6 separate regions of the Mus musculus genome follow, and all the other regions are linked to region 3. Evidence: chromatin contacts called from public Hi-C, HiChIP or PLAC-seq, Micro-C and promoter capture Hi-C data. All regions are on one chromosome and are shown on one strand. Each heading gives the region's core, a stretch centred on a gene start, on an enhancer-like site or on the middle of the called end of the contact. The rest is flanking DNA. Distances are from core to core; before and after follow the strand shown. Region 1 holds the start of Cacng6 (calcium channel, voltage-dependent, gamma subunit 6). Region 2 holds the start of Isoc2b (isochorismatase domain containing 2b). Region 3 holds the start of 9430041J12Rik (RIKEN cDNA 9430041J12 gene). Region 4 has its middle 46 kb from the start of Oscar. Region 5 has its middle 21 kb from the start of Oscar. Region 6 overlaps Gm35037 (a long non-coding RNA gene).

Region 1 (4,133 bases), core at 1,153-3,652, 700 kb before region 3:
GGCCAGAAGAGGGGAGAACAGCTCAATAGCAAACAGGGAAGAGAGCCTCGGGAGGACTTCCACAATGAGGCAGCGCTGCCCACCTTCCAGAGCCCGCTGATGACACTGTGTATCTTGCTTTGAGAGCCCTGAGCAAATCCAGTGACATTATCTTCATTCAGTAACGACAACTCAGTGCTCAGGAATGTCTTCTGAGGACTGGCTGATGCCAGTCCCCTGCCATTTCAGAACTGATTCCAACCAAAAAGTCCAGAGTGGGGCCAGCAGAGGTGGCACTTGTGTTCCAGGCACCTGGTCGTAGCAGCTGATGTACTGGAGGAGCTACCTGGGGAAGGAAGGAGTTGGTGAAAGGTGGGTCCCACCTGGGTGGTCCACAGAAGGGCTGAGAGAGGGAGTGAGGGCTAAGAATCAGACCCTGCTGTCATGCCACGTGGCTGTCCCCTGTCTGGGTCTCTGCTGTAAAAAAGGCCCCCAGGGACACACAGGCTAATAAATCCAATAAGGACAGTTGCTCTGTTTCATGTGTCCCAGCACCCTAATTCCCTAGAGTCTGTCTTTTCTACTTTCTTGGGGACTGAGGACTTGAACACTGAAACTGATCTAATGACCCTGAGGATTCTGGCCATAGGGGCCTCTTCCAGGTCTTGGAGTATAGGTTCAGACAACTCTAGGAATACAAGCCCTAGCTCTCCTTCTTCAGACCTGGAGGCCCCCCACCCCCCATCCCAGCCCTATTCCCACTCCCCTGTCCAGACTGAAGAGTCAGGTTCCAGGCCTCTCTCAGGCCCACAGTCCAGGCCTTAGTCCTCCTCCCTCAAGACCAGGAGCCTATACTGAAGCTCTGTTCCCACATACATATGAGTTCAACCCTTCTCCCTGAAACCCTCAAACTACATACCCTGCCTCTCCTCCCCCAGACTTTAAGAATCCAGACCAAGCCCACCTCCTCCAAACCTTCAGACTCAAAGAGTCCACCCCGCCCCCACCCCCAGTACTTCTTCCAAGCCTCTGGACCTCAGAATCCTGCAAGCCAACTAGGGAGCTTCCAGCCTGGACTGCTCAGGACAGAAACACAAGTTCTCTGACTTCACTGGCTCTTTGAGATCCAGATTTTGGACTTTGCAGCCTGGTCCCGGACCCTTGGGGAAACAGATCTCCCTTCGTTCGCTCTGTTGAAGACCCGGCCCCCAGCCCCTCCTTCCAAGAGGCCTCCCTCCCCCGCCCCTTGTCCCCTTAAAATACCCGGATCCCTATGGCAACAGGCGCTTGCGACAGGTGCGAGTGTTATTTACGGGTCGAGCCTGAAATAGCCGGTGGGGTGAGGGGGTGGGCGGATGGGGCGAGGCAGGGAGCGAGCGCAGCAGGTCCGGAGAGCTGACTGGGTAGAGGCGAGCAAAGCTGGACGCTTCGGAGGCATCGCGGAGCTGGGGCCGGCGTGGCGCAGAGGCAGGAGAGCTCAAGGGACCCGTGCCCGGGAGACCCGGGTGGGAAGTCCAAAGGGAGCGCGGGACCCTGAGCTGAGTTTGGAGCGATCCTGGCCGAGCAGGACTTGGGAGCCCGGGGGAGGGGGAGCCGAGTAACTGCAGACAGACTGACTGAGAGTCCCTTTCCAACTCCTGTGTCCCCCAGGGTATTTTGCCTTGGTTTTCTAAGCCAGAGTGTAGACCACAGTGCCTTGGTCTGAGCCCTGTCCTGACTACAGAGAGTCCCCAGCCTCTTTTTCTGGACCTCATTGTGATTCTCAGCCACTGTAGGAGACCTGGGCTCTTTTTTGAGTAGTCCCTGGCTCGCCCATACCCCCTCGAATTCCAGTGGGGTCCCAGATTTGCTGTGAATACTGGAGCTTCCACTTGCCTCTCTCAGACTTGGAGCGATTTCTAACTTTACCAGTGAAATCCCAATTCTAACTTTTGTATAGCCCAAAAGTGTTCTGAGATTCCTCCTTTCTCAAATTCTGAGCCAGAAGAAATCTAAACTATATCTCAAACACACGAAAAACCTCAGCTCCCCTCTTTTCAAGGGAAAACTGTGAGACTTACGGGAGACCCCATCAGCAACCTTTGGAAACTGGGCAAGTTTTCCCTTGGGCTCCTCAGTTTTCTCATTGGCTAGGTAAACCTCAGAGTAGCCTAGCTTTTTCTCTAGGCCTCACCTGTGCCACGTTCATGTGCATAAGCCCTGGTAGCATCCTTAGGCCAAAAATATAGTTAGTTTCTCTTCTCAGGGGCAAAGGCCTCCACTCTTGCATTTGGGGCTCAGCTTTTTCTCATTCCCGATCTAGTTGACACTGAGCCTACTACTTCCTTTGAAAGTCTAGGCCCTGCCCCCTGCCCCTTAGGACCCGCTGCACAGGTCTTTCTGACTCCTTGAGGCTCGCCTGAGCTCCAGCGGATCCCATCATCATGATGTGGTCTAACTTCTTCATGCAAGAGGAAGACCGACGCCGGACAGCTGTGGGCCGGCGTCGTGCCCAAGAACAGCAGAATCTCGGCTTGACTCCGGAGCGAGAGGGCAAGATCAAGCTGGGGTTGCTGGTGGCAATCGTGGGTGCTACGCTGGCTGTGCTGGCTGTGGGCACCGAGTTCTGGGTGGAACTCAATACATACAAGACCAATGGCAGCGCCGTCTGTGAGGCCGCCCATTTGGGGCTGTGGAAGGTGTGCATCAAGCGACTGTGGCAGGCGGATGTGCCCGCGGGCAGGGAGACCTGTGGCCCAGCTGAGCTGCCAGGAGGTGAGAGGCTGTGTTCTGAGCCCAGATCTGTGTCCCACAGTCAGGGAGAAAGAAACTTTTGTCTGGGGGAAACTTTTGTCTTGTTCTTATCCCCCAAGAATGTTTGTGCCCAAATCAACCTGTGCTCACAGAAACTGGAGAGAAAGGGGGCGGGGAGAGTGAGAGATGTTCAGGGGTAGCACATATCCCTAATTAGCATATGCCCTAAAGAAACTTGTTTCTTAAAGTTTGCCTTCTAGCTGTGGCCTATGCCCCAGACCAGCCTGTACCCCTCAGACAGCCTGTGCTTCCAAACCCAGCTGGTCCCCTCAGAACAACAGCCTGTATACACCCCCGCCAACCCGTATCCCCTAGAACTGCCTGAATTCCCCACCAGACAGCCATGCACCCACAGACAGCCTGTGCCCTTAACTAGAAGCCTGGAGACATCCCACATTCCCATTCTGTGTGCCTCTGTGGAGACAGACCACCCTACGCCCACCCGGAAGTAAAAAAAAAAAAAAGTTCTATGTTGATTCTCTGTTTTCAGATACAATCAACTGAAGTTCTTACCAGGTCTACTCACCGCTCTGGGTGCACTTTGTACCTCCTTAGAAATGTTTATTTCCAGTTCCTCTCGCCTTGACATGGTCGGGACAGACATTACAGCCCTCCTCCCTTACTCTACAGACACTCCACACCCCTCATGGAACCCGGTGGTTCCTCTGCTCTCAGCTGTGCCTCTTACTCTCTGACAAAACATGCTATGCCCTTTGCTTAGTGGGATAATCTACATTCCCCTAGGAACTGGATATGTGTTTATTTTACCTCTTTTGACACCCATCAAACCCACTTTGGTTATATTAGCTTGATGAGATCTTTGCCATGCTGGTCCCCAGCATGTACCCAGTATTCTCAGGACCCCTCAAGAACATCCTTCACCTTCATCCTTCACTCCCTCTGGGCTCTGGATGGATTTTTTTTTCATTCCTCAATTCCTACTTTTTCAGATGTGATATGGAACCCAAAATAGGATGTTCTAAGCCTTTGATAGCTAAGTGGAATGCCTTCACTGTCTGTGGCCTGAACTACCTGTCTGTCCTGATCAGCTATCTTAAACAGTTTCCTTTTGCTGTTTCTTACTGTTTGGCACTTCAATCGAGATGATCCCAAACCTTTGCAAAATGGGATGACAAAAACAAATACGGGATGCCAGTTGGGTCTGGTGGTACAGGTCTGTAACCATAGGTACTCAGGAGGCAGAGGCAGGAAGGATGTGAGTTCAAGGGCACCCTGGGATACAGAGGGAGTTCAGAGTTGCCTGTGCAACTCTGTGAGATCCTCTCTCAAAAAATCAAAGCCAGAGGGGCTGGAGAGATGGCTCAGAGGTTAAGAGCACTGACTGCTCTTCTGGAGGTCCT
Region 2 (3,775 bases), core at 700-3,199, 750 kb after region 3:
AATTCCCAAATGTAGCCAGTTAGGCCACAGACACTTGCAGTCTGGCCACCTGGTGACCCATAATGCCTTACATAACAGACACTAATAATGTTTAATGACCTATGGCATCATATCCACTCTCAACCACTGTGTAGAGCAGAGAGCTTCTCATGGACTCAAGGCTGGCCAGGGACTCACGTCAACCCTCCTGTGTGAGCTGTTTAAATCCTGGGATTCTAGGTATGGAGTCACTGAGCTGTGATTAGATACATATACTTCTTTCTTCCTCTCCCTCTCTCTCTCTCTCTCAAGTTTTCCACTTTGTGGTTTGGGGTGACCTAGAACTTCTGATCCTCTAGCCTCCACACCCTAGTGCAAGAATTTATCAGCATACAAGTGATTCATGCAGTACTGGAGATCAGATTCAACACCGTTTGCCACAGAATCTTGCTAAATCGCCCAAGGGCACCTGGAATTCAACGAGCAATTCTCCTGCTGAAACTTCCGGAAGGAGTAGCTGGGATTACAAAAACTGCAGCCAGCCAAATTCTCACTGTGGATTCTTTGTAGCCAAAAACAACTGCAAGGGAGGTCTCCAACACAGACATTTAAAAAACAAAACAAAACAAAAACAAAAAAAAACCAAACAAAAACCCACAAACAAACAAACCTGCAAGGGAGGTCTCCAACACAGATAAAAAGTGCGCCAGTGAAATGAAAAGCGCAAGAACGGTATGGCAAACTCCCATCTGTGCTCCCTGAATGGCAAATGTAGATTTTTTTTTCCTTAAAAATTTCTATTTATTTATTTAGTTTCTATATGGGAGAGGGTATCCATGCCATGGGGCATATGTGGAGGTCAGAGACAAGCGAAGGAGTCATTTCTCTCTGGATCCCAAATGTGTGTGTTGATCAGATTTACTTTTAATTTTAAAAAAATATTTATTTATCTATTCCCTGTATATGAGTGCTCTGTCTACATGTATGCCTGCATGCCAGAAGAGGGCAGCAGATCCCATTACAGATGGTTGTGAGCCATTCTGGAAGAGGAGCCACTGCTCGTAACTGCTGAGCCATCTCTCCAGCCCGGACTGGGTTTATTATATGAGTGTTTGACCTGAGACTGCATAGCCACATGCATGTAGTGTCTGTGGAGGCTGGAAGAGGTAGTCGGGTCCCCTGAAACTAGATTTAAAGACGGTTGTAAACCACCGTCTGGGTGCTGAGTACCAAACCCAGGTCCTCTACAAGAGAAACCAGAGTTCTTAGCCACTGAGCCATGTCTACTCGCCCCCCCTTCTCTATTCCCCTCATAGGTTTTTAAGGCTTATGTCCCAAGGGCTGGGTTCTTGGCTTGGGAACCCATTTTTGGGAGGCACAGTGTGAAGGAAATGAGCAAGGGGGCTGGATGGAGTTCAGTGGTAGAGAGCACTTGATTTGCCTGGCTTTCATGACAGCCAGGCTCAGTTCGCCAGATTTGATCGAGATGGACTGGGGACACAGATGGGAGAGGATCCACGATGCTTTAGGGAGAGCGATACAGAGGAGCACGTAATTGTGAGAGAAGCGGGGACCACAACTCCTGGAACCAGGAATTTCAGGCTGTGTGACCCTGGGTGAGTTTCCCTTCCTCTCTGGGTCTCTTTTTTTCTCCAGGGTTAGCTCACTGGCGGGGTTGATGCAAAATTTGTCTCTAGAGAGGGTTGGGGACTCTCCCCGCGGGTCTATCCTGAGACCAAATGGAATGCCATTCCAACCCCCGAACCCGACACCCTGCAAAGCTTCCGTTTCCCGGTCTGAATGACGGGATGGTGGGTTTGCAAACAGCCAGCAAGTAACGAACCGGACTTACTCGAAGGTCCCAGGTTCGAGTTCGGGCCCCTTTTCCAAGAAGTCCCGTGACCTTTTCCCCGCTGGATTCCCACTGACCCCGTACTGGGCCTCCTTTTTGCCCTTTGTAGACACGTAGTCAGAGCCGCGGGTCTACACCCCCGCGCCGAGCCAACCAATCGGCGTTCGCCTCACTCTGTTCTACTCCATCCTGTTAATTCGATTGGTCTGAAGAAACTGGAGCAGGCGGAGAGACAGAGGGTAGGACCAATGAAAATCCACGGAGGGAGGGCCTTGGCTGAGAGCTCGGCTTCTAACCCGGAAGGAGGGTGAAGAACGACCAGAGAGCTAGAGGCTCAATCTTGGCTAGTGTAGGGTTCATGGCACCATCCACTCCATCCGGGGCGACCGGGGAGAGGTGATGCTTTCTGTAACCTAGCTCTAGGAAGGCTGAAGCACGAGTATCGCCAGTTCGAGACTAGCCGGGACTGCGTGGTGAGACCCTGTCAACCAAAACAACAGCCGGGCATGGTGGCGCAAATGTTTAGTTCCAGTAATCATCATAAACCGATGATTTAGTTAATGGTTTAGTTCCAGTACTCAGGAGGCAGAGGCAGGCATAATTCTGACTCTACAACGCGAATTCCAGAATAGCCAGTACAACACGGAAGTAAGTCCTGTCTCGAAAACCCGAAAGTCAAACTAAGAAAACAAAAGAACAAGCCTCGTAAGACATTTTCCCCCACTGCTTGCCAGTTAGCTTTTTCTCCAGGAATTCAGGACTTGTCTCCTTGGGTGGTCTATATAGAAAACTGACTCTGTACTTAGAAGTGGGGGTTAAGAGAGAGAGGATTACTTCATCCAGATATATAAACCTGGTATGGTGGCTCAGGGCCGGTAATCCCAGCGTTCTAGAAGCTGAGGCCTTGAGTTCAATGAATAAGAAAACAAAAGCTGATTACGGTGGCTTAATACCCATGACCCCAAGTACTCAGAAGTGGAGACAGGAGGATTTCTTCACCTTGAAGTTATGAGAAAAGGGCTAGGCATGGTGGCTAACGAGGACTGTAAACCCAGCACTTGGGAGGCTGAGTGTGGGTGAGGATCTTTTGGGGGAGAGATATATATATACACAGAGTTCCAGGTTAGCCTGGGCCACAGAGTGTGACACTGTCGAACAAAGAAAAAGAAATAAGGCTGGAACTGTAGCTCAGGTGGCAGAGTCCTTGCCTGGCATGAATAAAGCCTTCGCTTTAGTGCCCAGCACTGTATGCATGGGGGTGGGGTGAGGGTGGGAGAGATGGGGGATGGGATGGGACTGGGAAGGCAACCGGCAGAGGTTCAAAGTTGGTCTCCCCAGAACAGTGAACTCAAGTGCATCCTGAAACTGAGCCTCAAAAACAAAATGAGCTGAACAAAGATTAAAAACAACAAGCCAGACAGTGGTGGAGGCTCACAGTCGCCTGTAATTCTACTTCCAGGGGCTCAGACACCTTCTTCTGGCCACTTTGGCACTGAATGCATGTGGTAAGCAGACACATGGGCAGACACACACCCAAAATTTTATAAACACACACACACACGAAGAAAAGAACCAGGCATGGTGGTACATACCTTTAATCCAAGCACTCTGAAGGCAGATGCAGGCAGATCTTTGTGAGTTAGGATGTCAGCCTAGTCTACAAAGTGAGTTCCAGGACTCCCCAGAGCTACATAGTGAAACCAAGGGCAGGTGTGTGGGTAGCGGTAGGGGTTGGTAAAAAGAAAAAGAAAAGAGAAAAGAAAGGGCAAATGCCATCACTCTTGTGTTAGAGTCTATAAAGTTAATTGGCAGGTGCTGGCTTCAGTTCCCTTAACAGCTATTCACACCATGTACGTTAGTGCCGACACTGAGCCTGTGGCTCTCGCCTAGCGTAGAATGCACAACTGGGAGGTACCTGTGCCTGGCATTTCAGGAGATCCGTGG
Region 3 (4,130 bases), core at 1,249-3,748:
ACCATCATCATCTCCACCATCATCACATCACTATCCATCACTATCACCATCACTACCATCACTAGCATCACTATCATCACCACCATCTTCATCACCACTGTCTCTTCAGCTACCATCATCAACACCAAGAAAATCTTATCATCTGCATGCTCACCATCATCATTCTCACCACCACCATCATCATCAGGAACTGTATCACCATCACCACCACCATGACCATCACCATTATCACCACCACCATCACAACTCTGCCATCCCCATGACTACCATCGGTATCACCAGGACCATCAGTCATCACAAACACAATCATCATTACTTCTCTTGCTAGCCCTTTCTACCATTCTCAACTAAAATTCATGGATGGCATGGGGGGGTCAACTCTTACTCCTTCCCATCCAATACCCTCCCCTAGGCAGACAGAAACACTACTGGGCGTTCTAGGGGCAAAAATTAGGCCTCCTACACACCAAAAGGGACAGTTGAGCAGCACCCTGGGAATGTTAGGTCACACAGTAAAGGTCTGAGTGATGATTTCATGGTGGCCAGGGTCCCTCCAGGGATACCTGCCTCCCATCATCTATCTGTGTGACTTTAGCAGCTTCCCATGAGACCCAACACAAATATTTTGGCTAGAAGATCACTTGCAAACTTTACGTGAGTGGCAAGTAGTGGGGGTCATTCTAGAGAATGAAGCAGTTTGGAGAAGGTCTCAAACATGTGGGAAGCCACCATACACAAATGGGATGGGCCCCTATATAGATAGATAATTAGGATCCTATTCAAAGTTGGTGGAGTTCTTATACAAACAGTTCTCACGGCATGTGTAGGTCTTTCTGGAAGGGTCTGCTCACACAGGAAGATTTCTGTCTAGAAACTGTGTCCATATACAGGTAATGACAAAATGTGTCGTGGAGAAGGAGACTCTTACCTAAGCAGAAGCTGTCTTTACAAACGGAAAAGTGAGGGATTTTTTATTGGCGCGCCTGGCTAACTGCTGCTCAAATACTAATGACCTTTACACCAAGGTGAAGGTTTTACATAAGGATAAAGAGCTTGTGTGCTTGAAAGAGAAATCCCAGTATCCTGGCTCTTATACAGACAGGGACAAGGCGGGCGAATCCATTTTGTTCTCAGCAAGCACAGCCCCTGCATACCACTGACATGAGCAAAGACCCTTCACCTGCACAGGCAGCAGGTGGGAGCCCAGGAGAGGGCGGAGCAACGGGGACCACTGCTCACGCCGCATTGCCTCCGGTGACCGCCAGAGGCAGCACTGAGGCGCTGCCTCGCCTCCCCCCTCCCCAATCTCCACCCCCGGCCCTCCGGGCTCCTGCTCCCGGGAGCCCCGCAAACCCCGCTCCGCCCGCGCCCCGCACAGCACCGAGGCTCCCGGCCCGGTCCGCCCCGCTGCCCCTCCCCGGGGCCATGGGGGCACCCCCGGGCTACCGACCCTCTGCCTGGGTGCATCTCCTCCACCAGCTGCCCCGCGCCGACTTCCAGCTCCGCCCGGTGCCCAGCGGCTTTGCTCCCCGCGACCAAGAGTACCAGCAGGTGGGATGGCAAACCTGGGCCAGGTCCCCTGGGAACAGGAGGCTGGGTCAGAGTTCCGGCGTCTTAGGGGCTGGGGACCCGGCCTGCATTTGTGAGTACAAGTCCAAGATCAGAGGTATAGCGCTCATACCTTGAGGTTCCCCTAGGACGTGCGCTGGGGGTGCAGACCCCTCTCTTCCCAGATAAGGAGAGCTGGGATCCTAGACTTCCAAGAATCCTGAATGGGAGGAGATGGGGGCCCAGCATTTGGGTTTCTGAGACCTGCCTGGAAAGCCAGTCTTTAGGGTCATCTAAGGAAAGGTCCGCTCTTGAGGTCCCAGGCGAGAAGGACCCCGCCCCCACAGAATCCCGACTAGTAAATATGTCCCAGATTAAATTAAAAAAAAATTTTTTTTTGGCGGGGGGGTGGGGGTAGAGAAAGGACTGAGAGAGGGAAGGCAGGGGAGGCAGCCGAGGTCTGGGAAGGATTGATATCCTCAAATAGGGAACAGAGATCAGGACTGGGGAAACCAGCTGAGGTAAGATGAGGATTCAAGGTGCCTTCAGCCTGTCCCAGGAGGGAAGGGGTTGTTAGGGTGCCAGAGAGGGTTGGGATAGAAATGTGGTTAGGTTCCAGGCTAAGGAAGACAACAGGCCTGGGTCCCAGGAGGGTGAGGCTGGTGGTGGACCCTCACAGACTCTGGGGTCCCTAGGGAAAGAGGCCCAGCTGCGGTTCGTGGGGGGGGGGGGGCGGAGGTGCTGTCCCCTGACCCAGTTTAATTCAAGTCCTTGACTTTGAGATTAATGAGGAGAAAAGCTTGGCTGAGCTGGGGGCCTGGTGGGGGGCTGGGAGTTGGCCTTGCCCTCCCCTCAAGTCTGAACCTCTGTGGCAGCCCTCTGGGAAAGGGGCACAGGGTTGGGAGAGCTTCGAGGGAGGGGGATGTTCCCAGAAAAGCAGCGAGGGGGATCGTGTGCTGGTGTGCTTGCTATTTGGGTCATGGCTGGCACAGCCTGAGCGGCTCCTCCCTGCCTACTCCACCCGCCCCCTCTCCCCTCCAAATGAGCACCGCCATCCCCTCGCCCACAGCCACTTACACAATCGCAGCCTCCAGCCGGTCGGCCCACCCACTCCCAGCCCAACTCTTGGGGCTTATGGCTCTGGAGAGTCCCTCAGCCACGAGGAATCCCCTCCTGGGGTCCCCAGTACCACCACAGCCGCTCAGAGCAGTTCACTCAACCCTCAACCCGATACTCATCAGTCAGTCACAGCTGAGGCACACACAGTTGCATTCCTGGGACATTATTCTTCATAGAAATGGCCATTGTGAGCACAGAAAGACCAACTAAGAGAGCCTCTGAGATAGGACCTGAACAACCATATGACCAGTCACATATACACAACACACTCGTGTGTGCACCATCACACACGGGCACACTCATACATTATGCACAGCTACCCTATCTCACATGAGCATAAGCTCACACACACACACACTCACTCAGTCTACTTAACACAACTCACTGACTGAAGCAGCTGTGTTCAGAAAACATTAATGCCCGCAAGTATTCTGCTGCATACAGACACGCAGCATGGTCTACACAAATACCTCATCCTCTCTCCATATGCCCTCATCTGATGGAAGGCAAACTCACGGCCACATCAACGTTGCACTGCACACACTTGTCGGGCACACAGATGATGTGGAGGGCAGGCAGCTGTGCCACCGTTTAAGGACAGTGGCCCCTGGGACTGCAGGGTTGTGATTCTAGATCTCACACTTCCATTACTCTGCTGTGTAACTCTAGGACAACTGTGTCCAGCCCTGGGCCTATGAGAAGACATGAGACACAGGTCTTCTGAAAGACCCTACCATATGCAGAGTCCACTATAGTATAGTTTATCTGAAGCATGGCCTCACTCTCTAGTCGGGGCTGGCTGGAGTTTGTGTATTGATTGGTCTAGCCTGAAAGTGTGGCCGTTTTCTCACCTCAGCTGCCAGAATGCTGGGGTTACAGGCATGCACTATCACACCTAGATCAGAGCCGCCCTGTTCCACAAGGTGTTTCGAGCTGTAAACATCCCTTCTGCCTACCTTTCCTTTCCTCTACCCTGTGGGTCTCGCTACACATTCCGCCCTGTCTGCTTTTTCTATAGTTCTGTATATGCCCCTCTTTGTCTCTTCATCTCTGTCTGTCTCTCTCCTCGATCTCTGATTTAATCCTTCTGATGTTTTGTGTGTCTTATCTCCATATCTCTCTCTTGTTTCCTTGGCTGCCTCTTTCTGTCTGCATCGTCATCTCTTTTGCTCATCAGTCTCCCTTCCCTATCTCCATCCCTGGGCCTTGACTCTCTCTCTCTCTCTCTCTCTCTCTCTCTCTCTCTCACACACACACACACACACACACACACACACACACACACACACACACGCTGTCACAGCATCCCTGTTTCCATCCCCAGCCCTGGGGTGACAAACTCAGTTGCAGTGGGTGTGTGAGCTCAGTAGCAGGAGGGAGAGAGGGGTAAAGGAGGCTGCCTCTCCTGTTCTCCCGAAATACAGACACGGGGGCCTTCCTGCCCCTTATTCCCATACAGTTCA
Region 4 (3,767 bases), core at 1,247-3,746, 550 kb before region 3:
TCTCAAAACCAGCCTAAGGACGCAGCTAACCTCATATGTGTGCATGCATATTGAGTCTGGACATTGATATGGTCAGAATCCTCCTCAATTGTTCTTCTATCTTATTCATCAAGGCAGGCTCTCACAATCACATCATAGCTCTTGGACATGGTTACTCTCACCAGCTGGCTTACCTGAAAGTACGCCCTGCCTCTGCCTTCTAAAGCTGGACTTACAGGTGGATTACCACGCTCACTCACCAATTTTATGGCTGCCCTATGAATTCTGTCTTCCCGCTTCACTACCACTAGCGATTAAAACCTCAGCTGAAAGCATGGAATCTATGTTCTTTTGAATTCTGGTCATTGAGTGACTGGGTCCTGTGCCCTGATCATGGCATGGTCAGAACTAGAGACTACAGCCCTCGGGCATTAAATAAAGTGTGCACTTTATTTAATTTATTATTTATTTAATTTATTATTTGAGGCCATGTAAATTCTCATCTTTTATTTCTTCCTACACACTTAATTATTTCTTATCCTAATACTTTCCAGGCATGAGGACTAGATTTTGGATCCCCTTAAGCTACTTAGTTTCTAGACTTACCTGTAACTCCAACTTCAGAAGAAGGATTCCCCCAAAGCTAACTGGCTAACAAAAGTAACCACACCCAGGAGGTATGGTTTGGTTGTGAGATCCCATCTTCGTGAACAATTAATCACTTTCAAGCTCTGCATGCATGCTCACATACCCCCCATGCAGACATGCATACACACACATGCACAACACACACATACAAAAATAAAAGCAATAACTAAAAGTATTCATTTCTATCGCAACTGCCTCCTGACCTCCCCAGCCCCTCTGAAGACGAACACTCTTTTCTCCCTCCCTTTCTCCCTTTGGGAGATTGACAAGTGTCGTTCTAAGGAAGCCCCTCCTCACCTGTGACCAATAATAGGATTTCAACACTGAACTTTTCATCAGGGTTCCCACTCCCATAGCATTCACAGCATCACTGCTCTAACTCCGTGAGATAGAACTCAAATGCATACTTCCATCCCATAACAAGATTGAAATCAGATGACCAGCCTGACAAACCAATTCGTGTCTTGAGATACAAATTAATACCTTCTTTTTAAAAAGCACACTTTGCACCTTGTATCTTAGCTATACATAGCAGAGTCACATTGCCTCTGGTGGGAACCACAGAGCTGGGCCAGATATTCAAGGTGAGTTTGTCAAAGGACCCTGGAAGAAAGTAGATCTTAGAGTTGTATATGACATATCGTCCTGCTCCCTGGGAACCATTTAAATGAAGGGATGTAAAAAAATAATAGACGCCTCATGGTGTATGATGCTGTAAGTCCTCTCTCTCTCTCTCTCTTTTTTCGTTTTTTTTTTTTTTTTGTAAGTCCACTCTCTTACCATCTATCTTGCAAGTCAGTCTATGCTTGCATTTCAGGCATGCAGTGCCCGTGGTGGCCAGAAGAGGGGCATCACACGGCTCCTAGACTCTGAAATTAAGATGTCTAGGCTGGGTGTTCTTTTCTAGACTCTCAAGGACAAGATCTTTCGTATTACTTAGAAGATTCTAAAGATTCTACAGAAGAATTCTTCCATCTGCTAACTTACAGCAGGGCTAGAGAGACGGCTCACCTAGCAAAGGCACCTGCTGCCAGTCTGATGATCTGACTTGGATCATATGTGGTGGAAGGAGAGAACCTATTCCTGAAAGTTGTCCTCTGACCTTCACAGGTGTGTTGTGGTGTGTGTGTGCATGCGCGCATGCTACATAAATCTGGCAATCACAGTTATATCCTTGGAACCCAGATACATACATACACACACACACACACACACACACACAGATTTATATATGAATATATTTATACAGCCTTGTGGTGATGGGTGATGGTTCACAGCTTTAGACTCAGCACTTAGGAGGCAGCAGTAGGCGGAACTCTGAGTTTGAGGTGCCTAAAGAGCAAGTTCCAGGACAGGCAGGGCTTCACCAAGAAACCGTATCTTGAAAATCCAATATAATTATACATACAGTATTTATAGAAAAATATATTATTATACATATATGACATATATACAACACGCATATATAATATACATTATTATGTAATGAAAAAGTGTAACATAAAAACAAACAAACAAAAAATTCTAGGCCTTTAGGCCCAGGCTTGAGAATGTGACCTTTGTGACTCAATGCTCCAAGGCATGCTAATCATAAAACAGAAAGCGACATTCCTCCACTCACCTGCTTCCTGGATTCAGGGAATGTTCCTTCAAAGAAAGTCACCCTGACCCACCCTGACCTTTCATGGAAACAGCTATGTAAATGTGCTATTGTTAGGGGCTCTTAGAAACTGTCTTGAGAAATAACCCGCACAATTACCAGGTATACCTTGTGACTCTTGTGACTTTGCACTTCCTCATTGACTCTTAACTGGTATTTTTGGTATTTTCCAACAACACCCTCCCCACCCCCTTGAGTTGTGGTTTCTTCCTTTAAATACTACCTTACCCAGCTACTCGGGCACCACGGTCCTCTACTGCTTCATGGTATATGACTGTGATCCCGAGAGTGCTCTTGAAATAAAAGTCCTCTTGCAATTTGCATCAAGACCATTTCTCATGAGTGATTTGGGGTCTCGCCTCTCCTGAGTCAGAACATGGGGGAGTCCTCACGTTGTGGGTCTTTCAGTACAATATATGGTTAATATTGTCAACTTGAAAGGACGCCTTTGATCATGCTTGTGAGGGATTACCAAGATTAGATTAGCCTCTAAGAATGCCCATGAGGGGGTGCTGGTGAGATGGCTCAGCGGTTAAGAGCACTGACTTCTCTTCCAAAGATCCTGAGTTCAAATCCCAGCAACCACATGGTAGCTCACAACCATCCGGAACAAAAATCTGATGCCCTCTTCTGGAGTGTCTGAAGACAGCTACAGTGTACACACATATAATAAATAAATCTTTAAAAAAAAAAAAAAAAAAAAGAATGCTCATGAGGGACTGCCTAGATTAGGCTAGTCGAGGTGGGAAAACCCACCTTAACTGTGGGCAGTATCATCCCATTGTCTGGGGTCCTGAGCACCAGCATTGACCATTTTGGCTATATATGTAATGTCTTCCTTGGCCATGAGGAAGACACATGTGTACACACAGACACACACACACACACGAGTCTCATTCATTTGGCAGAAAGCCATTGAGAAGCTCAGAACCTACTGATTTGGAGAAAAGAGGAAAATGTGTGTAAACCATCCAATAGTTGCTCATGTTTACAAAGTGAAACATAGTCAGTTATCCTTGTGGACTCACTGGCTACCTCACTGTCTTTACCAATTCCGTCCGCCTCTCCAACCCACCCACCCACCCCAAATGGCCCTACTCCTCCTAGGACTTACCAAGACAGAACAAGATCAAGAATTGGGAATTAATGATGCCCCTTGTTAACATACTTTCCCCAGAATGCATCTTCAACTTGCTGTTCCTGTTAAAGTTTAATTCTGGGACCTGCCAGTAAGGGCTGTCCTTCAGTTCTTAATCTTCAGAGCTAGCCCACAACTTCTGTTTCATGGTGATAATCAGGACCTGATCTCTCAGCAAAGTATCATACCACTTCCTACTGACTTGGTTTTCGTTGGTCTCCAACCACACAGAAATAATTCAGACCACCTACTTCTAAGCTTATTCATGCAATTCTACCAAGCTTCTGAGGAAATGCTAATCATATACTAATTGGTGTTGTCCCCTGCCCTTTTGTTGTTTGG
Region 5 (4,010 bases), core at 1,054-3,553, 530 kb before region 3:
TGACTGAGTTTACGCTTATGCTTCTCCCAGAAACCAGTTAAATTCCTTTTCTCACCTGAGTGTGGCATAATACACCTGTAATCCTTAGAATTATTAAGGCTTTTAGTACTTTAGGAACCTAAGGCAAGAGGATCTCTAATTCAAGGATGATCTGAGCTACATAGATGAAGAGAGCCTGGCTCAAAAAAAGAATGTCCATGGGCTAGTGAGAAGGACCAGCAGATAAAAGTGCTTGCTGCCAAGTCTGATCACCCAGGATCAATCCCCAGGACTCACGTGGCAGAAGAACAGAACTGACTCTTGCAAGTTGTTCTCTGACTTCCACATGTGCATCATGGCACATGCATGTGTACCAGACAGACAGACAGACAGACAGACAGACACACACACACGATAAATAACATGTAATTTAAAAATTTAAAGAGCATACACAAAAGAGAAATTTGAGAGAATATTATTTCCTGAGTAGAGACTTCGCTGCTACTACTGTGCTTGCTGAATTTTTTTGTTTTGAGACAAGGGCTTAGATAGTTCAGGCAAGCCTCAAACTTTATATACAGGAAGGTTGAACTTGAACTTCTGTCTTCCTCCACCTCCAAAACACCAGGATTACAAGTGTGCACCACTTGACTTGCTCTAGCAACTTTAACAACATCTGCTACAACTGTAGTGAGCTCACCATGGCTACCACTGTTTTTTAATGTCTTGCTGAACTGTTCTTCACAAGAGCTAAAACAAAGGGTAAACTCTCTTCAGTTTGATATGGCCATTGGTTCGCTCACTAAATTGAAACACTAGGGCTGGGGCAATAGCACAGTGTGAGAGCATTTGCCCAGCATGCATGAGGCACTTGGTTCAGTTGCCACACTGGAAAACAGAAAGAGAAAAGGCTCTGGCATTGTCTTGAGTCTTTTAATCTTTCCACAGAAGTGTGGGAGGAAAAACAACATGGTGTGCTAATGAGTGCCTTCAGACCTGACAGTTATGGTGCTTGGAAATTCAGAGATGTCAATTATAACATAGTTACCAGGGCAACAGAGGATCAAGGGAGACCACCATCTCTAGTGCTTTTGGATGCCTGCAAGGTTATTTTGTGGGAGTTATACTTTAAGTGACAGAGCTATAGAACTGAAGAAGGCAATGCACTGACAACCATAATTAACATCCATAGCTCTCCACACTATGTGGGATTACCAGACACATTTATAGTCTTTTAAATATTTTCAGTTTAACATTTTATTAAATTGGACTCAAGTTATAGTTTCATGGCTTGAGATTTTATTTTGGGGGGCTGGTGAGATGGCTCAGTGGGTAAGAGCACTGACTGCTCTTCCGAAGGTCCTGAGTTCAATTCCCAGCAACCACATGGTGGTTTACAATCATCTGTAATGAGATCTGATGCCCTCTTCTGGTGTGTCTGAAGACAGCGACAGTGTACTTATGTATAATAATAGAGAACAGGGACTGAGTGAGAGGGGCCGACTCCAATGAGCAGAAGTCCTAAAATTCTATTCCCAACAACCATATAAAGGCTCACAACCATCTGTACAGCTACAGTGTACTCATATACATAAAATAAATAAATCTTTTAAAAAAAAGAGAGAGATTTTATTTCTTTATCTACAGCCCTCTCCTCCTTTCTCCTCCCCTGCCATCTTCCTCTGCTCCCCTCTTCTTTCACCCTTCCTCTCCTTAGTTGGAAAACAGAGGGTGAGATAGCCTGTCGTGGGAAATTTAAAAAAATAATAAAGGGAATGTAGAACCTGCACGTCTGCGTGCTTGTGCCTCTAGAGGCCCCCAGTGGTCTGGCCAGCCATGCACTGGTGGGCAATGGCCGACCTGTTTTTATCTCATGGAGACTCTGACTCAGAACTCCACAATCTCTCCACCCAGATCTCTAGGTTCTCACTGGCAGGTCATTACCATGCCAACCCCGTGCCTCAAATCTCCCACCTCCTTTGTGGTGCACATCTAGCAAACCCAGGCTTTGCTGTTGTACCTTTCTCTCCTGAAACCAGATGAGCCACCATGTGAAGGAAAATGCAACACAAACTTAGTTCAGAAACAATAGTAACTCAATCTCTGGGCACAACCCCGAAAACCTAACCTTGTAAGCCTTATTAAAATCTGATTCCTCCTGTGGTGAACTCTTGTGGCTCTGCCATAATATCTGGAAACTCTAGCAGCTACATTTTAGGCATTTGCTATCCCCGTTCCAAAACGGGGTTAATTCTCTCCTGCTACCTGCTACCTCTCTTCCTCCCTCCAACCCAGAAGTCCCGCCTACTCACCCAGTGATTGGCTCCTTTATTCATTAGGTGATTGGTTCATAAGAACAGCACCAGGCCGGTCCACAACACTTGCCCCTTTCTGTTCTAAAAAAAAAAAACCGCCGGGCAGTGGTGGCGCAAGCCTTTAATCCTAGAACTTGAGAGACGAGGCAGGCGTATTTCTGAGTTGGAGGCCAGTCTGGTCTACAGAGTGACTTCCAGGCAGGACAGCCAGGGCTACACAGAGAAACCCTGTCTCGAGGGGAAAAAAAAAAAAAAAAAAAGCCAGGCTGGCAAGATGTTTCAGCGGGTAGGAGCACTTGACTGCTCTTCTGAAGGTCCTGAGTTCAAATCCCAGTAACCACATGGTGGCTCACATCCACCCATAATGAGATCTGATGCTCTCTTCTGGCATGTCTGAAGACAGCTGCAGTGATAATAATAAATAAATCTTTAAAAACAAAAAAAAAACCCTTTCTCTCAAATATAAACAGAACACAACTATTACCATTTTATAATCTATAGAGTATAAGATTGTTCATCATTTATGAAATTAAGATAGAACATTGTCATCTATCTTAAGTTAAAAGACTTATGGTTCTACCCTGACTTATGTCCTGGCTTTAGATAGTATACCATCTGAAAATCATCCTCTCAAATCTATTCTTTCAAAGTAAATAGCCTGGGTTGGCTATGAGACTATTAATTAATTTTTCAACCCCATCAGAAATCTGAGAATGACCAACATTAACTGAAAATAAATAAGAAGCCTAACACTGCTTCCAGAACTGAGACAAATTGTAGAGACAGCTGCCTACCTATACAGCCCCCGTAAGTCAGGAAGTTGGAGCATGTCTTGAGCCTTCTGGCCCAGGCTCATCTATCTGACAGACCTTAGAGATACAGGAATACTAAGGACTAGCCTATTCTGTCTCAGCAGAACTAAGCTGTCCTAACCTGTAAATTGTGTCCTTTCAAGAACAGTACAGGTCTGCAGGAGAGATTGGCAATTTTCTACCCAGTGGCAACCTAGCCACAAATGTAGGGCCTCACTTGAAGAAAAGATGCTCAGCTGCTTCTTTGAATCCATGAATGGGAAGCTGTTAGGAGCAGATTTGTCTCAACAAGTGAATAAATGGCATTAACTGTCACATTCTGTGGATTTGTGACATTTTTGAAAACCAACTATCCCTGTAAGTAATCTGGACTGTTCTCCATTAACCGCTCTCAGCTATTTCTAATTACAGTCTCTGAAACACCCTAACAATAAAGTCAGAGCCATGAATTTGCTATTTGGTCCTTAACTCACAGGCTTAATCATCTTAGATCAATTTATAATAACAGTTATAGAACGACTGGGTCTAAGCCCTATACTTTTAAATTTTTTGTATCAATACAAGAAATTTATACCAGCCAGGCGTGGTGGTGCACGCCTTTAATCCCAGCACTCGGGAGGCAGAGGCAGGCAGATTTCTGAGTTCGAGGCCAGCCTGGTCTACAGAGTGAGTTCCAGGACAGCCAGGGCTACACAGAGAAACCCTGTCTTGGGAAAAAAAAAAAAAAAAAAACCTTGATTTTGCATCAAAATAAATTCTGTATCAAAATAAGAAATTATGACATCAACTTAGTAACAAGTAAAAATATTTCTACAAAATGAGATTACAGCTATGCAATCAATTCTAGCTATTCCTCCCTGTTCCAACTATGACCATTTCAACATTCCCTAGAAAGACAGCCTAT
Region 6 (4,100 bases), core at 259-2,758, 660 kb before region 3:
TCACCTCCTCAGTGCTGGGATTACAGGAATGCACCACTATATCCAGCGATGCTTGGGACTGGACCATGGGTTTCATGAATGATGTCAGCCCTTAGTATGACATCTTATACATGTATAGTACTGCAGCTTGTTCATGGTCACCCTCTGCCATTGCTCTCTCTCTCTCTTTTTTGTCCTCCCCCTCTTCCTGCTGTTCTCCTTTCTCCTCCCCTCTTTTTAACCACATGTATGTAAATATAGATTCTGCTAATGAGAGAAAGCACACAGTATTTTTCTCTCTGAGTTTGGTTGACCTCCAACTCCATCCATTATTTTCCTGAAAAGGTCACAATTCCATTTTTCTTTATGTCTAAATGCAACTATCTTGTGTATTTATTATATTTTGAGACAGTATTTTGGGGCTGGAGAGATAGTATTTTAAAGAATGTTCTTTATGCATATCTACGTGTGGGTATGTCAGATCCCCACAACCCGAGTACAGGTTCTGGCTTCCTAACTCAGGTCCTCTGGAGAACTAGCAAATGTTCTTAACTGCTAAGCCATCCTCCAGCCCTTTAAAATAGTATTTTAATTAATTCCTTGAAAATTTCACAGAATGTATTTCGATCGTATTTACCACCCACCCTCAACTCCTCCCAGATCCACTGCCTTTCTCTACCTACTCAATTTCAATTTGTCTTTTTCTTATGAAATTCATTGCTGCCTAAATACTCAAATGTAGGACCATCCCACAGATCGTGATCAATCCACCAGGGGCCACACCTTTAAGGAAAACTGACTCTCCTAGAAGCTATCAATAGCTCTCCATCGAGGGTGTGGCACTTTGAGCTTGCACGGGTCTTGTGCATATCGTCAGAACTTCTGTGAGTTCATATATGCAGCTAGCTGCCCTGCTGTGTCCACAAAACTGTCTCATTGTAAGAATTTATCACCTCTGACTCTTCAATCTGTCTACACTGTTTTCTTCTTTGAGACAGTATCTGTCTACACAGGCCCAGTTGTTGGTCCTGGAACTTACTGTGTAAACCACTCTGGCCTTGACTTCATAGGGATCCACCAGCTTCTGCCTCCCAATTACTAGGTTCAAAGGTGTGCACCACTATGCAAGCTCCACCCTGTCTTTCTCTATTAGCTTTGAGGTCTGTGAGGATGGGATGGGATATAGATTGGGTTAAGTACTCCCAAGTCCCTTATTCTCTTCTCCTGTGCATTTGTGTGTTTTCTTTATTCATTCCTTGGTTGATGGGCATCATTGGTTGCAAATCTTGGCTGTTGTGAACAGTATTGCAATAAGCATGTACACTCAAGTGTCTCTGTACTATATTGACTTAGGTTCCTTTTCGTGTATGCCCAGAATACATAGGCCAGCTCTGTTTCTTTTTTATTTTTTTGAGGAACCTCCATCCTGGTTTCCATAGTGGCTGCATCAGCTTACAGTCCTAGCAGCGATGAATAACGGGTCTATTTCAGTTCCTTCTTTCCAGCATTTTGTCTCTGATTTCCTGGATGATAGCCATGTTGAGTGGGGTGAAATGGAATCTCAATGTAGCCTTGATTTGCATTTCCCTGATGACTAAAGATATGGATGGAATGCTTTTTCATATATTTCTTGGCTCTTCGTTCTTTCTTCTTTTGAGAACTGCATGTTCCTTCCTTTGGCCTATTTGCTGACTAGATGATGTATTGTTTGGCATGCCTACATCTTATACAACTTCTGTGCTCACAATAGGGTGACCACCTTATCTCAATGTATGCAATGTATTATGAACAAATTCACTCCCATTAACTTTGTGTGTGTGTGTGTGTGTGTGCGCGCGCGCGCGCGCATGCAGGCAGCCACAACTGCTATGTGTCCTGAGAAATCCTTCCCTACTCTTTTAAGATCACAGATGCCAACATATTGAGAGCCCCTCACCCCCATACAGCATTCTTGTGAAGTCAGGGACAGCTGGCCTCCCCACAAACAGGAACCTCATTGGAGATCTTCTGTTCACAATGAGAAAGGAAATTATCCATCTTCACTCAGCCCAACCTTTTATCCAAAGCTGCAAACAACAGAGTTTTAGTCCCATAATTCTCAGCTTCTTCTCCAGCACGGCCCTCAGGGATGGACCAGACGATAAAACAAAACAGGACAAATTCGTTTTTCTCACAGTCTGCAGGTTGAAAGTTGGGGATCAAATGTCAGTAGTTCTCCAAGGACGTGGGTTTTTTTTTTTTTTCCTTGTTCAAGAACAGTAAAATTACAAAAGCTGCTGTCCTTGGCTGGCAGATGGCAGCCTTCCCACTGAGGCCTCACATATCTTTCTTTCTTCTCTAACATTTTTTTATATGTAAGATAGATCTATTTGTGTGTGTGTGTGTGTGTGTGTGTGCATGTGTGCGCACATGCATGCCTGTTGTGTGCAAGTGTGCGCACATGTTCATGCACACACACACACACACACACACACACTCTCGCACGCGAAGGTGAACTCACCTATGTGCATGTGCAGAGGTCAGAAGAGGGCATAAGGATATCCCTTATCGATTTTGTCCCAGTTCATTTTAACTGTCAACTTGACATAGCCTAGAGCCATCTGAAAAGAATACCTCAATTGAGGGATTGCCTAAATTGCATTGATCCTTGGCGCTTCCACAAGGAACTGCCCTGTAGGATTACCTAGCCCATTGCAGGTGGCACCATCCCTAGAAAAGATGAGCCCATGCTGTATAAGAAAGCTGGCTAAGTAAAAACTAGTCTGCTGTCGAGCTAGCAATAGAAAATTGCCCATGGTTTTTGCTATTCTTTGGCTGTGGAGTGAATTACTTGATTGCATCAAATCAAGCATGCCTGCCATCAGGTTCCTGCCTTGAACTTTTGTCTTGCCTTCCCTCAGTGATGGACTGTGACCCAGAAGTATAAGGAAAGTTGCTTTCAGCAAGCACATTTTATCACAGCAGCAGACAGGGAAGTAGAGGGAGGCTGGTGAGAGCACTCGTTGCTCATAAAGAGGATCCAAGTTCAATTCCCAGTACCCACATGGCAGTTCACAACTGTTTTTTAACTCCTGTTCCAGGGATATGATATCCTCATATAGACATGCATGCAGGCACACCCCAATGACATCCTTTTATATCCCTAGACATCTTCCCTCCAATTCTGTGTCCTCCTCTCACCTGCTAATTCTACATATGAGAGAAAATAGATGAGACTTGGCTGTTAGAGTCTGTTTTATTTCACTTAACATGGTGACCCCCAGTTCATTTTCTTGAAAAAGGTAGAACTTCATTTTTTTTTCTTTTGAGACTGAATAAGACTCTCTCTTGTGTATATACCAGATGTTCTTTATCCATTCATTTCTTGATGGACAGCTAGACTGATTCCATGCTCTGGCTGTTGTGGCTAGTATTATAATAAACATAGATTTGGAAGGACCCTTTTTTTTTTTTTTTCCCCGAGACAGGGTTTCTCTGTGTAGTCCTGGCTGTCCTGGAACTCACTCTGTAGACCAGGCTGGCCTTGAACTCAGAAATCCACCTGCCTCTGCCTTTGCCTCCCAGGTGCTGGGATTAAAGGCATGCGCCACCATGCCCATCTAGGACCCTTCTTTTTCTTTTTGTTTCAGTCAAGAATATAGACTGGACTGGGTAAGGTAGCTCAGTCAGTAACAAGCATGGGGGTCCCCCCCCCTTTTTGAGTCTTTACAATCTTTAAAAATACTTTATCATATATGTAAGAGTTCTTCACCCACATGTATGAATGTACACTACATGCACATGCATGCTTAGGGCCCAAGAAGATCAGAGATGGTATTGGGCATCCTGATACTGGAAGTACAGATGGTACATGAACCAAACTTGAGTCTTCTGCAAGAATAACAGATAATCTTAATCACTGAGCCATCTCTTCAGCCACAGGAACTAAAACTAGGCATGATGATAACATATCGGGTAATACCAGTGTAGTAGTTTGAATAAGCTTGGCCCAGGAAGTGGCACTATTTGGGGGTGTGGCCTTGTTGGAAGAAGTGTGTTACTGTGGGTGTGGGCTTTGAGAGCTTCCTCCTAGCTACCTGAGGATGCCAGTCTTCTCCTGGTTCCCTTCAGAACAGGATGTA

What was found. Promoter capture Hi-C pulls out the DNA fragments that hold promoters and counts their contacts. A called contact is a pair of places that touch in the nucleus more often than the background predicts. HiChIP or PLAC-seq counts read pairs in DNA pulled down with a chosen protein or histone mark.
Region 1: an H3K4me3 HiChIP or PLAC-seq map of forebrain shows a contact between it and region 3, with 4 times the contacts expected there. The contact joins the promoter of Cacng6 here to the promoter of 9430041J12Rik in region 3. A contact is called at or near these places in 2 of 39 promoter capture datasets (embryonic stem cells and liver), 3 of 115 datasets of contacts at active chromatin or transcription factors (embryonic stem cells and forebrain) and 2 of 9 other capture datasets (adipose tissue and liver).
Region 2: a contact with region 3 is called in a Hi-C map of regulatory T cells, with 3 times the contacts expected there. The contact joins the promoter of Isoc2b here to the promoter of 9430041J12Rik in region 3. A contact is called at or near these places in 7 of 39 promoter capture datasets (the C10 cell line, cranial neural crest, frontonasal cranial neural crest and 3 more), 1 of 484 Hi-C or Micro-C datasets (regulatory T cells), 3 of 115 datasets of contacts at active chromatin or transcription factors (cardiomyocytes, embryonic stem cells and memory CD8 T cells) and 2 of 9 other capture datasets (adipose tissue and liver).
Region 4: a contact with region 3 is called in a promoter capture Hi-C map of embryonic stem cells, with 2.5 times the contacts expected there. The contact joins the enhancer-like site here to the promoter of 9430041J12Rik in region 3. A contact is called at or near these places in 6 of 39 promoter capture datasets (embryonic stem cells, liver, neutrophils and 2 more), 7 of 115 datasets of contacts at active chromatin or transcription factors (embryonic stem cells and epiblast stem cells) and 2 of 9 other capture datasets (adipose tissue and liver).
Region 5: a contact with region 3 is called in a Micro-C map of embryonic stem cells, with 1.9 times the contacts expected there. The contact joins the enhancer-like site here to the promoter of 9430041J12Rik in region 3. A contact is called at or near these places in 4 of 39 promoter capture datasets (embryonic stem cells, erythroid cells, liver and 1 more), 1 of 15 datasets of contacts at CTCF or cohesin (large pre-B cells), 19 of 484 Hi-C or Micro-C datasets (the Ba/F3 cell line, the HL-1 cell line, cardiomyocytes and 6 more) and 13 of 115 datasets of contacts at active chromatin or transcription factors (embryonic stem cells, epiblast stem cells and stem cell-derived neural progenitor cells).
Region 6: a contact with region 3 is called in a Hi-C map of cortical neurons, with 5 times the contacts expected there. The contact joins the enhancer-like site here to the promoter of 9430041J12Rik in region 3. A contact is called at or near these places in 1 of 39 promoter capture datasets (embryonic stem cells), 2 of 484 Hi-C or Micro-C datasets (cortical neurons and embryonic stem cells), 1 of 115 datasets of contacts at active chromatin or transcription factors (embryonic stem cells) and 3 of 9 other capture datasets (adipose tissue, liver and macrophages).

The regions. Positions count from the first base shown.
Region 1 is chr7:3,422,260-3,426,392 of GRCm38.p6, forward strand. Cacng6 (calcium channel, voltage-dependent, gamma subunit 6) reads left to right here and starts at 2,403. Exons shown (of 4, transcript NM_133183.2): 1 at 2,403-2,733. The coding sequence starts at 2,403. 3300002P13Rik (RIKEN cDNA 3300002P13 gene) reads right to left here and starts at 1,186. Exons shown (of 2, transcript NR_126426.1): 1 at 1,015-1,186; 2 at 1-325.
Region 2 is chr7:4,864,230-4,868,004 of GRCm38.p6, forward strand. Isoc2b (isochorismatase domain containing 2b) reads right to left here and starts at 1,950. Exons shown (of 6, transcript NM_026158.2): 1 at 1,832-1,950.
Region 3 is chr7:4,118,230-4,122,359 of GRCm38.p6, forward strand. 9430041J12Rik (RIKEN cDNA 9430041J12 gene) reads right to left here and starts at 2,499. Exons shown (of 9, transcript NR_033568.1): 1 at 1,682-2,499; 2 at 1,451-1,579. It overlaps Ttyh1 (tweety family member 1), which reads left to right and starts at 1,301. Exons shown (of 14, transcript NM_021324.6): 1 at 1,301-1,551. The coding sequence starts at 1,426.
Region 4 is chr7:3,568,450-3,572,216 of GRCm38.p6, forward strand. No RefSeq gene overlaps it. Among named protein-coding and RNA genes, the nearest start is that of Oscar, 46 kb to the right of the region's middle. Within about 2 kb of position 2,497, at least 18 of the 459 cell types and tissues checked have an H3K27ac peak or open chromatin away from gene starts, as enhancers often do. A contact at or near this core is called in embryonic stem cells, where this site is marked.
Region 5 is chr7:3,593,033-3,597,042 of GRCm38.p6, forward strand. No RefSeq gene overlaps it. Among named protein-coding and RNA genes, the nearest start is that of Oscar, 21 kb to the right of the region's middle. Within about 2 kb of position 2,304, at least 88 of the 459 cell types and tissues checked have an H3K27ac peak or open chromatin away from gene starts, as enhancers often do. A contact at or near this core is called in the Ba/F3 cell line, differentiating embryonic stem cells, embryonic stem cells and 1 more, where this site is marked.
Region 6 is chr7:3,455,748-3,459,847 of GRCm38.p6, forward strand. All of the region lies in intron 2 of Gm35037 (a long non-coding RNA gene), which reads left to right. Among named protein-coding and RNA genes, the nearest start is that of Gm35037, 5.5 kb to the left of the region's middle. Within about 2 kb of position 1,509, at least 14 of the 459 cell types and tissues checked have an H3K27ac peak or open chromatin away from gene starts, as enhancers often do. A contact at or near this core is called in cortical neurons, where this site is marked.